Linked DNA regions of Mus musculus: region 2 is linked to region 1. A link is a contact called in public HiChIP or PLAC-seq data. All regions are on one chromosome and are shown on one strand. Each heading gives the region's core, a stretch centred on a gene start, on an enhancer-like site or on the middle of the called end of the contact. The rest is flanking DNA. Distances are from core to core; before and after follow the strand shown.

The links. HiChIP or PLAC-seq counts read pairs in DNA pulled down with a chosen protein or histone mark.
Region 2: an HNF4G HiChIP or PLAC-seq map of pancreatic cancer cells shows a contact between it and region 1. The contact joins two enhancer-like sites.

Annotation. Positions count from the first base shown.
Region 1 is chr15:41,283,749-41,291,680 of GRCm38.p6, reverse strand. Gm33557 (a long non-coding RNA gene) reads left to right here. Exons shown (of 6, transcript XR_875321.1): 3 at 2,243-2,324. Among named protein-coding and RNA genes, the nearest start is that of Gm33557, 13 kb to the left of the region's middle. Within about 2 kb of position 4,665, at least 22 of the 459 cell types and tissues checked have an H3K27ac peak or open chromatin away from gene starts, as enhancers often do. A contact at or near this core is called in pancreatic cancer cells, where this site is marked.
Region 2 is chr15:41,599,192-41,607,123 of GRCm38.p6, reverse strand. The region is part of intron 2 of Oxr1 (oxidation resistance 1); the gene reads right to left. Among named protein-coding and RNA genes, the nearest start is that of Oxr1, 160 kb to the right of the region's middle. Within about 2 kb of position 3,038, at least 21 of the 459 cell types and tissues checked have an H3K27ac peak or open chromatin away from gene starts, as enhancers often do. A contact at or near this core is called in pancreatic cancer cells, where this site is marked.

The DNA.
Region 1 (7,932 bases), core at 3,416-5,915:
CAGTGTGCTAAAATCATTAACATTTAAGGTTTCCAAAATTTACTTAAGAGTAGAATTCTTCATTCCTGAGGCTCATAGCTGTGCTATAACATGTTTCTGGCCCTAAAGGAGAGCACTCAGAGTCTGAACAGAGTTTGTACAGAATCATAGCTGTATAGTGCATCAGACATGTGATATTCACTGACATAATTTTCCTTGGAAGACTAATATTTTGGTTTTTTTTTAAATCACCATTTTTTACAGTTCCTACTGAAGTAATTGCTTGTATTCACATACCATCTGTAAATCATGTTGAATACTAAGAAGGACAGACAAACAGAGAGGGGATAGCCTCACATAATGTGGTGATAGCCTCATTAAGTAAAATAAAGGCAACGCCAGGGGGTCCAGTCCATGCATGACAGCAGCAGTTGAGAACCAAGCTTCTTCCTCTTGGAACTTGCTGTAATCCTATTTACTGTCATACTGGATGCCCCAGGTCAAAAGCTTGAAATATCTAGTGGTTTCATAGTTCAGTAATGGATGGCCCCGAGGCTTTGGAGCATTTATAGATCATATCAGCAGGAAGATTAGAGGATATTAAAGGGGTAACTCTCAGAGGCAGGCCTATAAATCGCTAAGGAAACACTTGCAATTTCCTGAAGAGATAAAAGGATGACAATATGGAGGGATGCTTCCAGCTAGTTGCCTAGTAAAATGCAACAGATGTGAATTTAGTGACAGACAATGCCTCTGCTATAAAAATGACTGCTGCCTTGGAAGTAAACCTTTACACATATTGCTCAAGCCATTCATATATATATATATACATATATATATATGATTTATTTATATAGTATATAGTATATACTTCAATATAATTATATATTACATTATATTGTATAATTAGAATATATATACATATATGTATATATGTGTATGTGTGTGTGTATATATATATAAAATTACTTTGACACAAGAAGAAACCACAGTTGATTGCATGGCTTTGCTAGGTTCAAGAGGCCAGAAAATGGAATTCATGGCTACAGCCATTTCCCCTATTTTTCCACATTTAGAAGGAAGCACGTGTTTGGAAAACAGCAAACTGTTTTGCATATACAATAGTGGTACTACACTGATGTTAGGAGAACCAGTATTACCAGGTTACTTTAAAGCTAATGGCTTCAGACACTGTACATCTATTCCGTATAGATGTAGAGATCTGCCCTAGCTTGTTTAGCATTTGTTGTAATAAAACATCTACCAAAAAACAACTTAGGGGTGGTGAGAGTTTGTTTGAAGTCCATCATGGAGGGAAGTCAGGGCAAAAGGCCAAGGCAGGAACCTGGAAGCAACAACTGTAGAGGCATGGCTCTCCATAGCTTGCTCAGCTCGCTTTCAAACATGATACAAGGCTGTCTGCCTAGGGGCGACACTGCCACAGTGGACCAGGTCCTCCCACATTAATCTTTAATGAAAAAAAAATGTTCTATAGTCTTGCCCTTAGGCCAAGCTGATGGAGGCACTGATGTTCCCTCTTTCCAAGTGACTCTAGTCTATGTCAAGCTGTCAAAAACTAACCAGTGAAAAGTCCAAAACAGTTCTCACACCAGTAAAACAAAGATGTAGAAGAGCTGTGTATTGTTGTGGTTCTGTGGGATCCTGGCCTCCCAGAAGAGCAGAATCAATGAACAGAGCAGGGGGGAACACTGGTCACTTTGTGAACACTAGGACTGCAGAACAGGGAGAAAGCAAGAGGCCAGGAATGGAGAAGGACAGATGCTCTCTTTGCCTTTGGTGACAACCAGTACACTGAGAATTACAGGCCTTGAAGAGCCAGAAGGAAGGGTGAGCACAGCTAACTTACCCTTTCTATATTATAACTAATAAAACTGAGAGTGAAGGTTACTAGTCTGAGGTAACTTAGAGTTAGGACTAGTGTTGATATAGATGCTGACATGGGATCCTGTGGTCCATGTTTAGCTCTTTTCTAAATGTCCATGGGATAAATACAATGAGTGACTATTCCTATAAAGTAAAAACTGTGACATAATCTTTTTTTGTTCTTTCCCTACTTCCCTACTAACTAGACCAATGAACTAACTCAGTTGCTGTGAGTCACAGTTAAATTATTATTTCTTTTGTTTTGCTTTCTTTTTCTCAAAAGTCATGACTTGTGCTCTGGGTAATACTATCACACTGGCTATCTCCTGAACTCTAGAGTAAAATTTTAACATTACCTTTTCATTGTTTTTAATCGTAGCTCTAAAAGGACAGTCATGTAAATGGGAAGGACTTTGATCTCAGCTGCTATCAGTGATGTGAACCTACCTATGGCCCTCAAGGTGAGAAGAGATGGTTTCTTCTGGGTCAACTATGTATTACCTGTATGACCTGAGAATAAATTCATGTTGTCCCAAATGACATGTTCCACTGCAGATGAGGTTATAGCCACCGAAAAAAGTAAAGCTACAAATACTTTGGTGGGTATCAGAGGTAAGGTCAATGACAAGAAATCTTTTCTACATTGTAACAGTCTTAGGTTAAGGGCCAGAAGAAACTAGTAGTCAGCTAAGTTAATATATTCTAAAAGTTCTACCTGATATTTAAAATGATACTAGGTCTTATAGGTCACTTACTTATATTGCCAGTAAGTGTCAATAGAAGGTACTGAAGATAGCCCAAGGTGTTTTTGTTCAGGATCTGCAAAAATTCCAAATCTTCAATTATGGATATATACTCACACCTCCCACTCTTCAGGAATCTTCAAGGCGTGTGACATATGGCCTTTTTAGGAAATTACAGTTCACACGGTTTTACAAGTTAGGTTGAACTGTCTTATACAAGAGTTTTTTAAAGGCAAATGAGGACTTACTCACCACATTGTGGAGCAATACCAGAACAAGGGCTAGAGAGGTGGGTCAGCTTTAAGATCAGATAATGTTTTTGCAGACAACCAAAGTTTGGTGCCCAGCACTCATAATTAGTGACTCACAACCATCTGTTACTCCAGCTTTAAGGGATAAAACACATTTTTATGGCCTTTACAGGAACCTGAATTCACATGAGCACACACACACACATGCACACACACAGGCACACATGCAAATACACACACACACACACACATGCATTTGCGCACATACACACACATTGAAAAACAAAACAACACTTCCAGAACAAAGGAAACAATCCACCTTCACTCCCAAATGGAACCAAGAGGGGCTATTTATTAGGCACATCATGCCAGCTGAAGTGAAAATGGCTCCTTCAGAATTGAAAATTATTCTTCAGTGCCTTGCCAATTGACTCCCAATCGATTACTTCAAGTGTTTGTGCTGTAGATAAATGTGATTTCTTCTGGAGACTCTGAAGAACTGTGCTTAATTATTCATCCTGAAATTTAATTTCAGGGTTTATAATCATCTAACTGTTTAAGATGGAATTTGTCACTGAAACATTTTGAGAGGGTATACGGAATTACTTAACATCTACTCACCTCACTTCAAGTTTGGTTTAAAATTGGATGTGTTTCATAATTTTGCAGTAGCAATCACACAAGGGCATATACTCTAACCTCCTACATGTTTTCTGCTAATTTGGTTGATTTAGGTCAATTTGTATCATTAGTTAGAAAGGATATTACAGAATGAGGGAGACAGATATAAGGTTTTTCTTTCCTCCCAAAGGTCCACCACCATAGAAACATAATTAACTTCCTCTCAACCATTCCCCAAGAAGCTGAGAAAAGTATTTGCTGTCAAATTAAGCCAAAGTCATGAGTATAGGAAGACATTAACTGCTTTTTTTAAATATAAAGAAAAAACTGTTTCTTTTTAATCTTAGTCTTTAAAGAGGCAAATAGTTGTGTGGTAGTTTGAGTGAGAATGGCCCTTCTAGACTCACATATTGAAATGCTTGGTCCCTAATTGGTGGTGGTGGTGGGGGGGGCTTTTTGAGATGGATCAGGAGGTGTGGCCATATTGGAGGCAGTGTGACCTTGTTGAGGAGGTATGTCATTAGTGGTGGGCTTTGAGGTTTAGAAAACCCAGGCCTCGGGGTTGGGGATTTAGCTCAGTGGTAGAGCACTTGCCCAGCAAGCACAAGGCCTTGGGTTCAGTCCTCAGCTCTGAAAAATAAAAAAGACAAAAATAACAAAAAGACCAAAAAACAAGGTAACTGAAAACCCACACCATTGATGTAACTGAGAGTGGTGGTTGCTGTCTAAACCAGTTACTCCCAGGCTCTTAGAGAAGTGGCACACAGATTATAAGGCACTAAGGAATCTTTACTTAAAAGCAAAATGATAGAATGGGTCAGAAATAACTTGCAGGTGAGCAGAGAAGTACTGAGTGTGAAAGGAATCCTGAGGTCTAGTTATTGCTTGAAATTTCCTTTCATGGAGTTCAGGAGAATGGGAGGTTTGGTTGGAAGGAGACATAGAGAGGGTGACTGTCTGTTTAGATTGATAAGCTTGCATTATTTAAGTTTATCTGTACTGCCCATGTCCTTTCCTAAAAACGCTTCTGATGTTAATTATATGTATATCTGATTATGCATAAGATAGTAAATATAGTTCCCCAAAAGTCAAAAAGTTCAAACAGATGACAAAAGTTGTCTTGCTGCTCATACTCACCAAATCAGCCCAGGCTGGACTGACTCATCGTCCTGGAATGTGTTTCCAGATGGGTGTGAACAGGAAAAGGGTATGGGTGTGAATGGGAAAAGGGTAACTGTTGGTTCGCCAGGGGAAGGAATCCATGCCACTGTTTGAAGTTGGTATACGTACAGCATCATGGAAGTGGGAGTCTAAGATTGCTAGGTGCATTGTTAGAGAGTGGTGCGTGCAGAGCCCAAGCAAAGTAGAATCCTAGGCCACTAGGCCCTTCCTTATGCTTTCCATCTCAGGAATGCCCTAGACATAGAAAACTGAGCAGAAATCCATCCCATGGAATTTAAAAGGAAAGGAAGTTTGTGACATTGAACAGAGTCCTCTTATACAGCCACTGGTGCATACACAAATGGCAGGTTCTCTGGGAGTCATGGGATGGGGTGTACTGTGTGAGGGTTGTCTTTGTATTATCCAATTATTAATTTGCTAGCTAAGTACTAAATTGTTAATTCTGGGCTGAGTACTGGCAGACTTTGCTATTGTTTACTTATGACTCTGCACCTGCACCATATCCTGTAAACATTCTTCATCCCTCAGCCTCTGATTGGTTTAATAGAGATATAAACAGCCAATAGCTGGGCAGGAAAGGGAAAGTGGGACTTCTGGTCTGAGAGAGGATCTCTGAGAGAAGAATGAGGCAGGAGAAAATTTGTCAGCAGGACAAGAGGTCAGATGTACCTGGAGTGAGAGAGGTACCGGACCATGTAGTGGGATGGGGACTAGAATAGTGGTGTTAATTAAGTTAGAGAACCTAGCTGGGAGGCAGCCTAAGCTAAGGCATAAGCTATCATAAAATTAGTAAGTCTCTGTGTGTCATTTTTCACCTGCTGGCTGGTCCAAAAAATTCTGGCAAGTCTTTTTTAAACTTGACTGTCGTCTATTGGCCAGCTACATAGTTTAGGAAGACCACCTAAACAGAAGAGATACAGTGATATTCATTATCTGATAGATGGTAGTTCAGTGGATGACATAGTTTTGTTATTTAACAGAAACCATAAGCATTTTGCCCCATTGGATATTCTCTAATCCATTTTCTCCACAGCAGTGGGACTGAGCTCAAAAAACAGATCGATTTACATTTTAATTTAAATACAGTCCACATTTATTTCCTGTGCTGAGGATCTCTGCATGGTCCAGAATCCTGCCTAGCTCTGTGACAGGCCACATGCTGTTCTGTCTTGCTTTTACTGGCATCTGGGCTTTGCTTTGAGAAGAACCAGTTATTCATCCCATCTTTAGCCTTTCCAAACAGTACTGAGAAAGCTTTAAAAGTTCCTATGCTTCCTCATCATGCAGATGACTCCTCTTCCGGCCTCCCAGGCAGCTTATCTGACGTGTTTGACTTATATCATCTAATGTTAAGCAATTAGACTTTTTGTGACATTTAGTCATTATACATGTACTGTGTTTCTTTGTGGAAAAAGAGTAAATGGGTTTTATTTTTAAAATGAACTTCTGAGATTGGAATGACCACATCCAAAAACATTTGTTGCCAGGCGGTGGTGGCGCACGCCTTTAATCCCAGCACTTGGGAGGCAGAGGCAGGTGGATTTCTGAGTTCGAGGCCAGCCTGGTCTACAAAGTGAGTTCCAGGACAGCCAGGGCTACACAGAGAAACCCTGTCTCGGAAAACCAAAAAGACCCAAACCAAACCAAACCAAACCAACAACAACAACAAAAAAAACATTTGTATTTTATCAAGTTGCATATTATTTTTTCAAGTTACCTAATTAATATCTACAAAAATACTTTGTATTTCATTTAACTTATCAATAGCACTAACTTGTGATTATATCATGATTCTGGACTTTTCATCTGTTTCCTAATTTGTCTATTTCTAGGGGGAGTTAACTATGTCTTTTGTTTTTCAAGATTATAAGGCAATTACATAATTTCTCCTTTCTTCGTTTTCCCTCCATACCCTTCTGTATACCTCTCTTTGATCCTTTTCAAGTCCATGGCCCCTTTTCCATTAATTGTTGTCACCTGAATATTTATTAATATATATACAAGTAATATCATATAAACAAAGTAGGTTGTATTTATCATTTATATATGTATATTAGTGTATTTATTATTTGGAGAAATATAAAATATATGTTTTTGTATATATTCTATGTCTCTCTATATATGATATGCCTATATATTATATATTATGTATATATTATGTAGTATATTTATCAATAAATCAATACATAAATGCAACCTGCTTTGCTTGTATGATGTTACTTGTATCTTTATTTTCAGAACTCGCCATTTGGTACTGGATAACCAGTTGGTGTTCTCTCTCCTGGGGAAAACTATTTCTCCTGCTCTCATTATGCCTTAATTGGCTAGTTCTTTATACTAGTTCTTTACTAGTATAGTGTTGAAGCCTCATGGGCTTTGCCATGTCTACTACTTTAGCATGTCTATCGTCGTTCTTGTTCAGCCTATGTTTAGGCAATCATGTTGGTGAAACTTTATAAGTGTCTTTTGAGTGAATGTTCAAGGACAAGTAATTAATTTGAATCCATGACACCTTTAGGACATCCTATAGTACCATTCCCATTTGTCCCTGTCTGAAGACCCAGTGTGACCAGCCTACAGTGTTCTATTAAGCAATAGTTAAAGCAAGGTCATCCAGCAACTTAGGGTCACGGTTAAGAGTTATGCGTGCATAGAAAAGAATCAATCTGTGAATAAAACTACCCAATCATAATCTTTCCTCCTCAAATTTTAGATGCCTCATTCTTTTCCCTCCCCTTATCATGAAGTGTCTTCAACATTTTACTTGGTTTATATACAAAGACCAACTGTATGAGCTGATTTCCCCTGGTAGAGATAGGACAGTGACACAAGTGGGGAAGGAAAGACCCATTTTGGCTCATGGTTTGAGGAGAAACAGTTCACCACAGCAGGTACAACATGCCAGCTTCTCAGGGTCAGTGGGAGCCTTCCCCATGCTTTCTTAATCACTGTAAACCTAAAATCTGACAATGCTCAAAGGAAAGTTAGTCCTGACTATAACTTGTAAGCCCAGGTTATGAAAGAGCTTGGCCCCATGTTCAGATGTTTCCTGGACCTTTCAAAAACATTCTGCCAGCTGCAAATGAAGTGTCCAAACATAGGAGCCAATGGAGAACCTTTTACACTCAAAACATAGCACCATTAGAGGAGAAGGAGCAAATTCATTAAGTGCTGATGGCCCTCTTCAGATAGAAGCATGACTTGGTGAAGCTGGTGAGCCTGAAGACCCTGCCTGTTTCTCAGTGTGTCAGTGCAGTGGTAGCATGTCAGTA
Region 2 (7,932 bases), core at 1,789-4,288, 320 kb before region 1:
AAGGTTGAGAACTTCCACTTGAAGCAAAAAAGTCAGATTAATGGCTAGGTGAGCTGCTCCTTATTAAGACAAAAGAAAAAAGGACCAGAGACAGGGGTCAGAGGTTCAGAGTGCTTACTGTTCTTCCAGAGGACCTGAGTTTGGATCCTAGCACTCTTGTGGTACAATTTACAATCGCTTATAAGTCCAGTTCCAGGGAATTCAACACTTCTGACCTTCATGAACACATCACACAAATATGTACATACACATACAAACACACAATTAAAGACAATAAATCTTAGACATATAATGAAGGAATTGCTTTTCACAAACACTGGGGCTAGAACTAATCATAACTAATCAGTTGAAGGTTTGCTTTACTTTGAAGCAGAGAAAACCTCTTTCTATGAGCAGTGAATGGAACTCCAGGCAATGTAGGATTTGCTGTTTGTTCTGTACAGTGAGCTCCTGCTGTGTCGTGGCCGGCTTACTCTCAGGGAGGATAGCGTTTGGGATGTGTTCATGGCCCTGCCACGTATCTCTTTTTGTTTTGATTGCCTGTGGGTTTCCATTCTAGTCCGAATTCTGAACATCAATGATTCAGTCACCTTCCCCTTCCATCAGCAAAAAAGTCACATTGTGTGCGGACTTCCAAGCTTCCATTTCCTGAGTATCTTTTGTGTGCCTCAAACAGAAGAAAATGCGGAGAGACAGACATGAAGCTGCATTCTTTGAGGTGGTAGGGAATGGTTTAAGAAATAGACACTTGGGAGGATGTGCCCAGGCATGATTTTGATCAAAAGACCACAGAGCCATTGCACTGTGACAAGATGTGCCTTCATAATCTGCCTCTAGCACGGCGTTGGTAAAATGCCTGGCTCGTTTAACTGTTTCAGTCGGGTATCTATTTCAAACACCCAGGCAATTGATCGTCCACATATCTGAGCACTCACCACACTATGAATAAATTATGGCCCATTCATCATGTGAAATACACACCAAGACAAAACTGAGCTGAAGTCCCACACACCACTCCCCTCAAAGCAGGTGCTACATTACAGTCTTGCAAAGTAATGTTTGTACTATTTTCATTTTTGTTTAAAAATATGAACCAACCCACATGATTGTAGGTTAAGGACAAAGAAAGTTGGGCAAGGACACTCTACCCTGCCAAAGAGAAAGAAGCAGATGTTGTAGGAGTGGTGGCAATTGCAGACCAATACACAAGGCACAGGGCACACTGAATAGTATGTAGCCTGTATTAAACAGTGGCATTTCTCCACAGTCAGTGGACTCCGATCTGAAGTCATTTCTAAAGAAACAATTGATAAGTTTTCTCAGTAAGTGACACAACTTTTAAAAGTTGAATTGTAGTCTATACAACCACCTGCTTTTGGCCGTTTTCAGCCTTTAAATATCCATGGAAAGAAGAGCTATAGATTCTGATCTGATTAAACAGTCACAACTGAGAAAGGGAGTGAGGTCAGCTACAGTAGGTTAGAACTCCCTGAAGGTCCTTCAAACCTTGGATTATCATGATTCAGGCGCATAATAAATCTATATTTTTTATAGATCAAGTTTCCAAATTAACTGTGATTTTATGGCTTTCAAATGCAAGTTCTCTGTCAAGTGCAATGTCCAGGCAGGCAGCGCCATGCTAATTAAGGAATCTCATTAAATATTCAAGTTTTAAGAATTGTGTTTTCCCCACCTTCTCACTTATAAACGTCGTATCAGAGAAGAAAAGCAGCATTAATTTTATTAGGTAATATAAAATGTTGCTTACCTCAGGGCTCAGGGAAGAGGAGAGAAGAGGAAGCAGAAAGATTTTAAGAACCCGAAGGGATGGAGGACGCCAAGGAAACCAGGCCTTCCTAACAGGGCAGTGCAAATGCACACAGGAGCTCATGGAGACTGTGGTAGCATGACCAGGGCCTGCACAGCTCAGCACCCAAAGGGGTCCCAGTGCTGTGAGGGACACAAGTCCCGTCCCTAACTTAGAAGCCATCTCCAGTTCATAACCACTCACAAATGAAATTGTAATGTTCTCAAAGGAGTCCCATGGGCTACACCAACCAGTCTTAAGGCTAGGCCCCATGCCCGGCAGTAAATGGCTAACACAAGCAAACTCAATAACCTTTACTTATTTTTTTCTTTTGAGCTTTTTTTTTTTTTTGAGATTTTTTTGTCATGACTTAAAAAACAAAAACCTTACATTTCCTTTGTATATATTATAATTTCTGATTTTGTGTTTTTATAGGATTTTGTATGTGTGAATTATGTATATCTCTGTGTTTCTTGAGTTTTTTTCTTTTCAATTCATTTTGTCCTAACCTAATTTGTTTTTATCTAATTTTATTATTATTACTATTATTATTACTATTTACATGCTCACTTTTATCCTAAAGAAAAAAAAAGGATGTAGCTTCGAGTGGTTGGGGAAGGAGGAGTGTATGCAAGGAGTTGGAGAAGAGAAAACCATACTCAGAATATGTTGTATTAAAATATATTTTCAAAAAATACTGTATACACAATGATATTTACAAAGATATTACTTTCCCCAAATTTCATCAAGGAAAATGCAGTCTTATAGGAGAGAGAGAGAGAGAGAGAGAGAGAGGGAGAGAGAGAGAGAGAATTGGTCAGTGAAGAAACTGTGTGTGCAGGGATGGGAGGGGCAAGATAATCCTCCACTCTGTAACTGAGCCCTTCCCTGCATGTCTGCTGATGCCAGTCAGACACCTGACTGTCAAGAAGAAGAATCCTGGGCCTAAGAGAGGGCTCAGTGGGAACAGTGCTTGTTGATGACCTGAGTTCAATCCTAGATCGCATGGCTGAAAGACCAATTCTTGTGGCTGTTATCTCAAGCTATGAGCTTGCAGCTACTGTTCCAACACCATGCCTGCCTGCTGCTATGGCCTGTACCTAATAGTCATGAGCTCATCCTCTGACACTATAAGGTCCAGTAAACATTTTTATTAAGTTGCCTTGGTCATGGAGTCTTAGCACAGCAACAGAAAATGACTAAGACCCTGCCTGCACATAAGCTGAATAAAGACAACAGTGGATATGCTTCAGTGGTTGGGAACGCCCAGGAGGCCTCAGCCCTGCAACCAACTACAGACAACTAAGAAATGCCGAGAGCTGGAGAAACAGCTTTCTTTGTAGAAGAGCACGCCAGCTGGTTATCCAATACCAAATGGTCAGCACTGAAAACACGCATACAATCAGCATTATACGGACTCAGTAGGTTGCACTTTTGTATCTAGGAATATTATAAACAGTTAATGAAAAAAGAGGGAATGAATTTGAAAAGGAGCAAGGAAGGCATATGGGGGGGCTTGGAGAGAGGAAAGAAATGATTCATATTATGTAATTATAACCTCTAAGACTAAAAAAAGTAAAAAAAAAAATGTTTTTTTTTTTTTTTAAAGTTGGAATAAACTATGGTTTTGAAAAGGATCAGAGGTAATGGATACAGGAAGCCAAACATATAGGAAGGACCAAACCAAATACTTTTCTTTTGTACCTATGCCTAAGACAGTATGTGCTGAGCATGGTCTCAGTTTGCAGAAATAAAAACAAAAACAAAACAAAAGAAAACGAAATTGCTTAACCCTATAAACACGAAGATTTGATTTCCTACTTGCACAGCAATTAAAGATGATCTCATATCTGGAAATGTCTTCTTCCTAATTGAGGAAGTCACAACAGATGGAGACAGGCATGTGGCACCTACCCTGAGCTGCTTTTATCCCTGGTCATTTCTGGGCAGGCAGCAGGCGACATAACAGCCTCCAGAGAGCTCAGGTAGAGTCTGCAGCAGCCAGGCCGGAGTTCTGTTACCTGTGTGCTCCGATGCCTCACAGGCCCCACCCACCTCCTCCACCAGGAGCCAGATAAACATCCAGTGCAAGGTGATATCCCCTGCTCCACCCCACACACTCCCCTGCTGCCAAAACACAAGGCTTTCACTGAGAACAACCAAGGAGGTCACTGACTACAGCTGGATTTTAGATATGCCTAATAGAATTATAATTCAGGAAGTGTGTGTGTGTGTGTGTGTGTGTGTGTGTGTGTGTGTATTAGCTACATTCATGGTGGCTTATGAGATACTTCTTATCTTCCCATTTAGTAAGGTAAACCAACCAACTAAACATAAAGGCCAGACAACTCACCTGTCACTGTGAGAAAAAGCACTTGAATTCTTCTCTTGTAAAACGTGACTCCTTGGACTTTTTGTTTTATTCTGTTTTGGGTTTGTTTGTTTGTTTGTTTTTTGTCTTTTTGAATTTGCCTCATTTGATTGCACTAACTACATCAGGAAGAATCCTTTTCTATATGACACCAGGAAATACTTAGGCAGCATAGTTTACTGACTGTTTGGGGTTGGGGTTACTGGAGCAGTATCTGGCAATAGAGCCCAATCTGGCTATTGACTCACAATCCTCTTCGCCTTATTTAGTTCTCTGCTGGGAATAAAGGTGTTACCACCATACTCAGCCAAACCATTTATAAACCACTCTCTAGGAAATTCCCCTCAGTTCCTAAAAGTCTAATTACTATCCTCAAAAAGTTTGCTACCCATACTCCTCATGACATTCTTTAATTTTAAAGATATTTTCAAAATGACGGCGGCTGAAGATGAACATATACTAAATAAAAATCAACAACCACACCTTTGAGCAGAAATCACAGCCATGCTAACAAACTAAAGCAGCTTAAAGAATGAATCATGTATTTAAGGGGCTGTTGAGTGAGGCCCAATACACTTTTTCAAAAAAAAATTTTTAGAGTCTCCTTGACCACAGAGATCACTGTAAGTTCCAACTTGTGCCTAGAAAAGCTTACCATGGACCTGCACCATCACTAGTTGGGTTGGTGCCAGGATAGACCCATACCGGACTGTTGATGGAAAGCCCCAGCTAGAGCAGTCTCCTGAAAACAAGCCAAGCTGCTAGAGAACCGACCACATCCCAATACACAGCTGCAGCGTCCACACTGCACTCTGATTTCCAGAGAGTGACTTTGACTGGGAGGCCAGCCATTTCTCTCAACACTCATGGTTCTACTCTCCTCTGGAACGGAGAAACCCCACAAGTCCAACCTCCATAGTGTAACCCATTAAGGGCCCATATGCTTCTTTCTGCTGTCAGATTGAAGAGGCTGGGAAGACACTGGCCTTGTCAATGCTTCTGTCAGCCAGCACTGCCACGCTGGAAGAAGTTAATGTCAAACTGCTTCTGAAGCAGGACTTCACTTGGATCTGGAAATAAATTCATTTTTGCCATATTTGTTTGGAGGAACTGGAAACAGTCCAGTATGGGTCTATCCTGGCACCATCCCAACTAATGACGTTGCAGGTCCATGGTAAGCCTTTCTATGTACAAGTTGGGTTTTACAGTGATCTCTGTGGTCAAGGAGACTCTAAAAAAATTTTTTTTTGAAAAAGTGTATTGTGATATGAGATTTAAGAAAACAAGAAAGGTATTTCTTGCCATGACAAGTAATTCTTCATAAAGAATTCCTAAACTGGACTCATGCCAAAATGAAGCCAATCAGCACACATATCCATTTATTCCTTCACATGTCGTTTTATTTAAATCTGACTCTGTGGACTTAGAATAATTTAAAAGTGGAACCAATTCGGTATGAGTTGACAGGGGATCCTCAGGACCCCAGGAGTGGTCCTGGATTTCAGTTAGCTAGAAGTGGTATCAACTGGCGGTGGGGATGTCCTGAAACTTGGGCCCCTTAATAAGCTGTTGCCAATTGTGGATACCAGAGTGCTTCCCTCATTTTCACACAGAGAGATACTGGCACTGACAATGCTGAGGAGAAGACTAATAGAATCCAGGGACAATTTCCATCTCTACATTCCACAATGCTTTTGATTTTCACCATTGATGGGTGTTTTGTGTCTGAATAAGCTTCTTACGTCATGGCCAACTTTCCAGTCTACGAGCATCTGCTGGAAATAAAATAGGTGAGAAGGGATGTGCTTGGTGAATACCATTCTTCAAGGTTCTTAAGTTACAGGAAGCAGTTGGAGGTGATGAGGACCTTTTGATGTTCAGTAAATAAATGGCTCTGTGAATAGGCTCAGTAGACGGTGAACTTAGAAATATCAGGAAAAGTCTCCCCTGAAGACCTAGTACTTCTTGCTTGGTCATAACTTGACCTTATTTTATATTTGATCTTTTTTTTAAAGATTTATTTATTATTATATCTTAGTACACTGTAGCTGTCTTCAGATGCACCAGAAGAGAGCGTCAGATCTCATTACGGGTGGTTGTGAGCCACAATGTGGTTGCTGGGATTTGAACTCAGGACCTTCAGAAGAGCAGTCTTAACCATTGAGCCATCTCTCCAGCCCTTTATATTTGATCTTAAATACAGAAATTTATATTAAATTCTGAAGCTAACATCAGCATGGCGTGCATGTGTTATATATACTTCTGTGTATGTCTATACACACATACATTTCTGCAATAGTTTTGGAATTAAAAAAATTAGATAATAAGAGTAATTAAAAAATTAGATAATAAGTAGTAGATAATAATAATATATATATATATGAAAAATCATAGTGAAGCACATTATTTGTCATGCAAATCTTTGATAATAAAGAGAAAATATTAAACAATAGCTGACAGTCATTCTTGGGGTGAGACGTTGCTACTATCTTAATCTCTCAGATCACCAAACTGGAAAAAAAAAACTTGTGTTAATCTGAGTTAACATGCTGTTTTAATATTTTAAATGCATTTGATAATACTATTTAACAGCTTTTCAAAGTCTACGATGTTAGACTTCCATATTTAACAATTCCAACTCCCGAGATGTCTCTTCACTATAGTTTTAGTTACCTATATTCAAAGACTTACAGCTGTAAACCAAGTCCTAGTCTTCTTTGAAAAGTAGAAAATGAGGGTAGAGACTTGGCAGCATCTGTTCATGGTGCCTTGACAATTTTAGATGTGTAACTAGGATTATACTGTAAACTTTGTAGGAAGATGTAGCAATCAAATGTTAGTGAATTGTAAGTTATTCTGTCACGTAGAGCTAAACAGAAGGAATGGAAAGGAAGGAGTCCTTTTACTACTATTAGTATATCTGATAGTTCACCATCAAGCAAACCCTCTACTGCAAGGTTCCTCCACTATTGAAAACCATAAGGATTTTTGTGTGAAAAGGAACAGCACGGTTCTCATAGAGCTTCTATAAGGCTCATCCTGCAACAGTTATTAGCATTGAGGACACAATTTTATGTTGTTTATTGGCCCACATGGCACATGTGAGTAAAACTGTCCAGGAAGTCCAGTCATGCAGGATTCAAAAAAGAACCTGTTCTACCATAGGTTTTTGGTGACCTACAGGTGTAAGAACAAGCTAATTGCAAAACTATAATATCTAGATAACACACTGGAGTTTCTAAAATCATTGTCTACTTTAAACATTATTAATGAAGTCACACGACTAATCCCCTCTAGGACAAATACCACATCTACCTACATTTTCCTGAACATAAAATGGGAATCAATTAAGCAAAATTGTGCCCACGCCTTCGGGGATGATCAACTGCTGTAAAGCTTCCTTTATCCTGCACTTTCATCCCAACAGAGCTTAAGGGGTTGAAAGTTAGCAAGTTCTTGGAGATTTTATTCACGGTGGAGGCTTCATTATAGGTATATATTAAATGGCATGAACATTGAATGTGTTTCCAACTTATTCAACAGCTTTATTAGGAACCTCCTATGAGGTCATACTTCAAAGTAGCATACCTATGTTTAGAATCTAGGTTTAATTACGTGACTTTAAAGCACACACACACACACACACAACACACACACACACACACACACACACACACACACACACACACACTTACTGATATACCAGTGGCTTCTGTATATCTGTACACACATCATATGTACATATGTAGATTTT